Linked DNA regions of Ovis aries: region 1 is linked to region 2. Evidence: chromatin contacts called from public Hi-C data. All regions are on one chromosome and are shown on one strand. The core of a region is the stretch at or near the end of the contact, and the rest is flanking DNA. Distances in the headings are between cores, read along the strand shown. Region 1 holds the start of FAM107B (family with sequence similarity 107 member B). Region 2 overlaps FAM107B (family with sequence similarity 107 member B).

Evidence for each region. Hi-C and Micro-C count contacts between places; a contact is called where the count stands out from the background.
Region 1: a Hi-C map of liver shows a contact between it and region 2, with 2.2 times the contacts expected there. The contact joins the promoter of FAM107B here to the enhancer-like site in region 2. A contact is called at or near these places in 6 of 16 Hi-C or Micro-C datasets (blood, liver, mixed tissues and 1 more).

What each region holds. Positions count from the first base shown.
Region 1 is chr13:28,636,840-28,640,956 of ARS-UI_Ramb_v3.0, forward strand. It overlaps FAM107B (family with sequence similarity 107 member B), which reads right to left and starts at 1,958. Exons shown (of 5, transcript XM_042230569.1): 1 at 1,812-1,958.
Region 2 is chr13:28,600,636-28,605,161 of ARS-UI_Ramb_v3.0, forward strand. The region is part of intron 1 of FAM107B (family with sequence similarity 107 member B); the gene reads right to left. Among named protein-coding and RNA genes, the nearest start is that of FAM107B, 36 kb to the right of the region's middle. Within about 2 kb of position 3,001, at least 18 of the 54 cell types and tissues checked have an H3K27ac peak or open chromatin away from gene starts, as enhancers often do. A contact at or near this core is called in liver, where this site is marked.

The sequences.
Region 1 (4,117 bases), core at 708-3,207, 35 kb after region 2:
TTGTTTTACTTTCCCAATGTAAGGTCTTTTAGAAGCAAGCATGTCACCAGCTACAAAACCATAACTATTCCTGATTCTACAACGAGTTCTTTTCTGTTACAATTTTTCATGGATCTTAGAACACAATTTTATTTTTTTAACATTTTTTAAAATGAAAGGTTGCTTTTATTTTTTAAAAAAGTCAACCCAAAGCTACTCCTGAAATCCAAGGAACAGAGTACATTAAACACTTTCATCAGTCCATTCTTTCCTATTTCAGTGGAACTTGCATTGTTTTTTCCTACTTCTTCCCTCCCCCTTCTGCACAGGTGGTTATTTGCAAGGCTATAAGGAAATATATTTCAAACAATTTGTTGGCAAAACACTATTGTAGACTAAGGTTATTAGAGATCATATTTTAGACCAATGGCAGTGGTCAAGATTAATAATCAGTAACTCCTTCATTCATTCACATTCATCTACACACACACACACACACACACACACACACACACACTTCACACCAGGGCTGCCAAGCCATAAATGAAGCAAACAAGCCTTTATTCTAGGGTATGTCTGGGTGGTTGGGTACGAGTGACTCTTTTTTCCCTATGTTTCTTTTCAATTTGTTAATAAACATATATAATTTTACACCTAAAAGCTTTAAACTGGAAACTACTAGCATTAAGAAATCTCTAGACATGCACCTCAGATACTATCTCAACTTAAAGCAATTTGTACAGCTGAAATCTCCAACGTGATGAAAGGGGGACACGGTCCGAACAGAAACTAAGTACCTGTTGGCAAGTTAAAAATATAAAGCCTAACAGGCCTTATTCCAATTTTCTATATTCGTCTTGAATATCACACTCATTCTCATCAAAGAACTTTGCTCTACTGTCACTGACTCAAGTCTTCCCGCAAAAGGCAGGCTATGGTATCTTACTACAGAGAAGATCTGCCATTTATCCTCTATGGGATTCCTCTTCATATTTCAGAAGGACTGACTGTTACCATTCCCTATAAAGCTCGTCAAAACTTGGCCAGAGGCATCCACGCTATTCCAGAGAGGACCCGAAGATGCTCGGGGAAGGAGTTATGAGAATCAAAATTTTAGGACTCCTTGGGTACAGACGCCACCCAACATACTGGGTTCACTGGAGCAGTAAGAGCGGAGCGGAGAGGAGACAGAAATGGAAAAGTTACTTGCAGGCTGTTTGGGAAACAGTGCCCCGATCACCCTTCAACCAGCGGCGCAACACCCCCCCTCACCCCCCGCGGCCCCTCCTTTGTTTGTCCAGGCAGAGGCTCCGCGGCGGCCAGGGCTGCGAGGGGCGAGCCGGGCGCCCCGGGCTCGGCATCTGGCCGCGCGCGGCGCAGCCGGTGGGCAGCGCATCCCTCCAAGCAGGGTCTCTCCATTTTCAGGGCCGAGGAAGCAACAATAAGCCGAGCGGAGCGGCCGCCCAGGCTCGCCTCCCTGGCGGCGCCCCCCGTATCCCCTGCACCCCCGGGCACTGGGGACTCCTCGCACGCGGGCCCTGCCACGCCCCGACCCCGCACCCCGGACCTGTCCCCTGCACCGCGCGGGGTGGCCGGGGCTCCCCGCAAGCCCACCGCCCTGCGCACCGTAACCCCCCAACCCCCGCACGCCAGGACCCCCACCCCAGCGCCAGCCGCCGGGAGGGGAAGCCTGGCGGCCCTTCCCACCCCGGGAAAGCCTCGCGCCGGGGGTCAGAGCAAGGTGGGCGGCCGCGCCGTAGCCCTGGCGGGCACCCCGCCTCCCCTCAGCTCCCAGTCTTTGTGTGCAAAGTAAGTGCTGGAGGCGAACCCACCTCGGCGCGCGCACAAAGGCGCGCGGCTCCCTCCCCGGCGCTCGCTCCGGGCGGCCGCGGCGGCACCCAGCGGCCCAACAGCTGAGAGCGGCCCGGGCGGCGGTTCTGACGGCGGCTGCTACCCGTCCGGCGCTGGGCGGCTCTTTCACACCCCGCGGCCCGGAGCTTCCGAATTAAGCGGCGGGGCGGGGCGGGGGCGGGGCGAGGTTGCCGAGGCCACGCCCTCGGACACGCCCCGCCGCGCTGGCTGGAGCTCCGCGCTCCGGACCGGGGCCCACTAGGGCTATACCGGGAAAAAGTCAGCGGGTTTGGTTCCGGAGGTTTTCCTTCTGTGGTTTTAGTTTGGTTCGCTTTGGGAACTCTCGAAGGAGAGAGAATACTGTATTGGAACAAAAAACTGAGTATCACCAGATGAGGGAAATGGGAAATTAAATTACACACACACAGCCCGCCACCACTACCACCACCCCCGCAAGCACAAGCACTGTGGAGTGTTTGGCTGCTGCTGTCTGGATTCAAGCTTCCCCGTTAAAGTCCTGCCAACACGTCTCCAGAGAAAACTCAAAGGGACAGGGAATCAGATTTGTTTTGTAACTGTACAAATTTACTGGCCAACCAGGGCCTGAAATCCAGAGACCGGGTAATTTGTTCAGACTCCTCCTCCTCATTCATGAAAGGGTATTTAAATTTATAGGAAAGGAGAAAAAGGTTTGTTTTGCCTCTTTTCTTTTTTCCTCTCAAGTTTTCATTTTTCTCAGCTCTCTTAGAGCGAATTGCTTTTCTGACCAACCCTAAGACTCTTAGATTACAATCTACCTGAATCACAGCAGGTTAAAAAAAATAAAAAGTTGGGGGAGGTATCTGTTTCAGGGTAACAAACAATAAAGACAACAGGTAATGGCTTTTAGATCAAAAGATTTTAATTTTCTTGGCCGCAGATGAATAAGCACTTATTTATGGGCAAACCTTTCTGACCAAAACAGCTTGGGTCATGATCACACAAAAAAGTCATATCAATTATGGGTTTTGGTAAACCAGTTGGGACTTCCCCGGTGGCTCAGGGGTAAAGAATTTACCTGCCAGTGCAGGAGACTCCGCTTCCATCCCTGGGTTGGGAAGATCTCCTGGAGAAGGAAATGGCAACCCCCTCCAGTATTCTTCGTTGGGATAATCCCGTGGACAGAGGAGCCTGGCAGGCTACAGTCCATGGGGTTGCAAAGAGTCTCGTACATAATTTAGCAACTGAGCACACGAACCAATAACTTCCTCCAAAGATGCTCTGAAGTCACAACACTTTAGAGTTTGGTCATCCCTAGGCTCTGAAGCCAGCTGGCAGCGGGGTGGGGGGGGGGGGGGCGGGGATCACCTGCCACAGGATTTTTTTTTGTTGTTGTTGTTGTTGTTTTTTGTTTGTTTGTTTGTTTTTTTATTTTTGCCACAGGATTTAGAGAGACAGTGTCTTCCAAGCCCAAAAATTCACCTGTGTGAACTTTATCCACTCTGTTCCCCACAAGTCTTCCTTCTCTCCCGTTCTTAGGTTGTGTAGGCTCTGCTCTTGACAATGGATCCACCAGTCACGAAACCAGAATCTGGGATCTGGCCTAGATTTTCCCCATGCCCACATGGGACTCAGTTCTCCATGATGCCTTGATGGCTCTCCCTGCCCCCATCCCTCCGGTTCTACCACAGCTGGCCTTTGGGCTCTGTCATCACCCTGTAGCAGTAGCCTCCCAATATCCCCAGCCTCCCATCTCACACATGCTTTTCCTCCAGATTGCTTCCCCAGTGAAATTTCAAAGTTCCAATCTGCTCTTAAAACCCTTAGCTAGTGGGAAGCTACTATATAGCACAGGGGGCTCAGCTCCGTGCTCTGTGATGACCTAGAGGGGAGAGATGGGGAGGGCAGGAGCAAGGCTCAAGAGGGAGGGGGTATATGTATATATATATACACACACACACATAGCTGATTCACCTCAATGTACTGTAGAAACAAACATATCGTAATACAATTACATTCCAATTAAAAATAAATAAAATAAAAAGTCCTTTAAAGGATGTCCAATTCCTACTACATGACCCAGTTCAAGTTCCTTCACACAGTACCCCATAGAGCAACACATTTTTTGATGTCACCTTGATGACCTTCCTGGGGTCTTTCTACTTCCTCCAAACACATACCCATGGCTCCACTCAGCCAGAGTGCTATATTTGCTAAATGGCCCTATTTTGTGACTATGAGGACTGCATGAAAGAATCAGTCACCTGCTGGCTTTTCTACATGCCTCCCCTCTGCCTAGCACACCTCC
Region 2 (4,526 bases), core at 1,751-4,250:
AAATTTCTCCTCTACTTAGAGCTGGTTATAAAGGAAATCATTCACAGCTTCCAGAAGAACAGCTATAAAATAATTTAACAAGAAACTACAGTTGTATCATGATAGCTAACTACTTCCCTGATGCCTTAAAAAAAAAATAAAACAAAGAATCTAAAAAGCTTAATTAAGACAGGATAGTTTTACCTACTTAAATGAAATATTCAAAAGCAAAATATAGCCAAAGGCCATGAAAAATGTTTCATTTAAAAAGTTTTCAAGGTAATTCAAGGAACAAAAATCACTACCCTTTAGTTTATAATCTTACAAATGCCAAACTAAGTATGAACCCAAGTATTTAAGAATCAAATTTAAAAATTTTAAATTCAGTCTATAGTACAAAATCTACAAACACAACGGTACATGTGATACGATAATTAGGAAGGCACTATCAACTTTATTTGGTAATTTCATCCATGAACCACTGGCGTTAAAATCATAAACCTTACTTTCTATTTATAAAATATATGTTAGCTTTGGGGGAAAAAAAATCTCTGAGTTACCACACTGTGTTTCTAAATTTCATTCTGTGAACCCTATACAAAAACCAATGTCAAGGACTCAGCTAAAGAACTTCCCTTCCATGCAACATTTAGACTTGCTCTCAAGCTGATAAACTTTCAAAAACACCTCAGATCAGTGCCTTCCAAACTTTTTTTTTTTTTCCTGTCTGTAATTGTCTTTATACACAGGGACCCAATAACAAGCCCACACTAAAACAAACTGAAGTAGAAGTTTCCAGAAGCAATACCAGCCTATATACACTCTGATAATTTTCACTATTTGGGGGGGGGGGAGGTAGCAGGGGGTAATGCTTCTTGCTTAGTGGCTCAGTTGGGTCTGACTCTCTGCAGTCCCATGAACTGTTGCCTTCCAGGCTCCTCTGTCCATGGAATTCTCCAGGCAGGAATACTGGAGTGGGTTGCCATTTCCTACTCCAGGTAATGCTTCTTGTGACCCACTAAATTGATTCTGTGATCCACTAATGGATGCAGCTTGGAAAATCTTATCCTAATTCATTTACTTAACTTTGCCACCAGCTGCTGCCAGCACTCAGGGTACTAGGGAAGACACCTGAAAATTTCCAACAGAAATGTAAACTGGAAGACAGCATGTATGCCAACTGTTACCATTCCCTCCAGATGGGAAACACTTAAGAACCACGACCTTTTAAAAGCTTATTTGGGCTTCTATTACTAATGCTGAAGCCATCATCTTCTCCTCTGTCTAATCTTTAAAATACCATTATTCCAATCGCTAAAGAATAACCTCAAATCCTTCTAGCTATGTGTGAATGAGAAAAGGAATACAAATTAGAGATTACTTGGAGAATTAAGTTTGTTCATAGTTCAGCGATAAGCCTTTTTCTCCATGATGACGAACATAGGGGATGGAGATCACCAAGGCGGTATTTTCTCCCCTTACTAAAGTGTTTTTTAAAAGCAGGTTCAACAGTTTCTCTATCCACAAATAAAATGATAGCCATAGTACAGCAATATTTAAAACCAACTTTATGGCATTTGCCTATTTGTTAAAAATTACAGTATAACTCAGCTTCTTAACACCAAAACAACAATTCTATTTACATATTTTTTAAGAAACAGGACAAAATCCACAGTTAACTGGAGTGAACGATGAGTAAGATGGGGCTTCCCCTGGTGGCTCAGTGGTAAAGAATCTGCCTGCCAAGGAAGGAGACACAGGTTCGATCCCTGATCCAGGAAGATCGTACATGCCGAGGAGCAACTAAGTCCGTGCACAAGTACTGAGGCAGTGCTCTGCAGCAAGAGAACCTACCGCAATGAGAAGCCCGCACACCACAACTAGAGAGTAGCCCCCACTCACTGCAACTGGAGAGCGCCTGCACATAGCATGGAGACCTAGCACAGCCAATAATAAATAACTAAATAAAATTATTTTAAAAAATAAAAAAAAAAAACAGTAAGAGGAAGTTCTCCAGTCCTGGGTACCTGCAACACAACTGTCCAAGGTCATCTACACCGACCACATGGGAACCGGGCCAGAAAATGGTAAGGGAGGCAACTAAGAATTGATCTGTTTTTCTTCCTGGTAAAAAGAGACGTGGCAGCAGTAGTGGTGGTTATGAAACAGGAGAAAGAGCTAAGCTTTAAAGTCTGAGGAGCCCAAAGCCAACTCTGCCACGTATTAGCTGGATGACCTTGGTTCAACAATATAAATACCTAAAATGATTACTCAATAAATATTAGCATGTGGGCTGAACAGTCCTAAATGTCCCCACATAGTGCATTTTCACAACACTGGAGGTAGATTCTGAGTGCCAGAGCGGCTGAGGCAGCAGTCCTCCACTTTTCTGGCTCCAGGAACCAGTTTCATGGAAGACAATTTTTCCATAAACAGGGGGCAGGAGTGGTTTTGGGATGATTCAGGGACATTACATTTACTGTGCACTTTATTTCTATTATTATTACATCAGCTCCATCTCAGATCATCAGGCATTAGATCCTGACAGTTGGGGATCCCTGGGCCAAGGCACTTATCCAAATTCACACAACTAGTCATGGAAAGGCCAGAGTTCAAACATAAGTCAACTCATTTCAAGACGTGTGTGGGGGCTGCCTTCTGAGCCTGGTTCCTTATCTTCCCTTCTCAGGGTTGCTGTTTAGATTAACATCTGCTAATAAGGACTCATCACTCCCATGACCCAGCATCTCAGCTGCTACCTGCGCAGGTCACCAAATATCTCAGGTGAGTGGGCTTCACCTATTCAAACTCAGAAACTTATCTTTTGTTCAGCAATAGAAACCTTATCTTTGTTTTCCTCCTACCCTCTCACTGCTCCACCCTTCAAACACACCTCCCCTACAAATACCTTTTATTAACCTTAGGAAATATTTCACCAGCACTGCAGGCAAGGGTACACAACACCTACCATGAGTATGTTTACTAAAGGAAGGGAGGTGAGTGTCTAACGTTTGTTAGGCAGGGCTGAGTTGTCAGGCTTCATTCAGAGCCAAGACAATGACAGACAGACAGCACAAAGGCTGGACTCAGAAGGCACGGCAGGAGCACCCCAGAACAATCACGAGGGTTAAATTGTATTTACCCTGTGAGGTCCTGACCAGGGACAGAATGAAGGCAGGAGAGCGACTGAGCCAGTTGTGGCTTGGGGATCCGGCAGGAATTAGAGGGGCAGAGCCTCAAATATGCCAGGAATTCTGCTGAAGGCAATAAACAATCTCATAGTGGAGGGTAGGCTGGCATTAAAACAGTTTTGGAAACAGGAAGTACCGGGACTGAGTGGTTAATGAGTGTCGACAGAACTTTTCAAAATGGGGTTACATTTCTCCCTTGCTTTCCTGTCCACCTTAGTTGGCAAATGCTACCTCCTCCACTTCCTTACTCCTCAAAAAGTGGGTAAACAGAAGCACTGACGGGCTGGTTCCATGAACAGAACCAAAGCACATCAAACAAGTTAATTTCACCAAGTTGATCAAAGACATGTCAATAATACAACATCACCCAATCACTGAATCCAGTCTGTTTTAAAAACAAAGAAATTAACCGTGCATGTGCCCTCAAGGTGTAACAAGCTAGCTATATATGTTAGACTTAAACTATTAGTTTTCATAGAAACAGTAGACAGTAAATGCCTGCATAGATCAGTATTTGCCAATTTAGCTCTTTGTTTTACACTATACATCCTATCACTAATTATATTATATACTTTCCAAGTATTAAGAATTCCCCAGTTTGGGTTTCCCTGGTGGCTCAGTGGTAAGGAATCCGCCTACCAATGCAGGGGACACAGGTTCAATCCCTGATTCGGGAAGATCCCACAGGCTTTGGGCCAACTAAGCCCATGCACCACAACTACTGAGCTTCTGCTCTGGAGCCCAAGAGCTCCAACTACTGGGCCCACGTGCCACACACTGAAGCCCATGAGCCCTAGAGCCTGGGCTCTGCAGCAAGAGAAGCTACCGCACCGACAAGCCCATGCAGCAACAAAGACCCAACACAGCCAAAAATGGACAAATGCATATTAAAGAAAGGAATCACTATTTTGCCAAACCAAAAGGGAATACAACCCATAAGGCTGACTTGGAAAAATACACTCATAAATCTAAAGGACATACATTGAATTTATGAATGTTCAGAAAACAGGACACTGCTGATATATAGCTATTTAACAATCTGAAGAGATACAGTGGCTTTTTACCCTTAGGGAAAAAATTATGAAACAACCTACCTGATTAAATAATATTATCTAACAAAAGTAGATTTCCTAATACATTCATTATTTTAATTAAATTAAGTACTGATAACATTATGAGTTTACAATCATAAGTCATACAATCATATGATCGAAAGTCATTCCCACTGACATACTACTTTTTAAAAAATTGTATTAGAGTTGATTTACAATGTCAAGTCAGTTTCTGCTATACGGTTAAGTAAATCAGTTATACATATACATACAGCCACTTTTTCTTAGATTCTTTTCCCATACA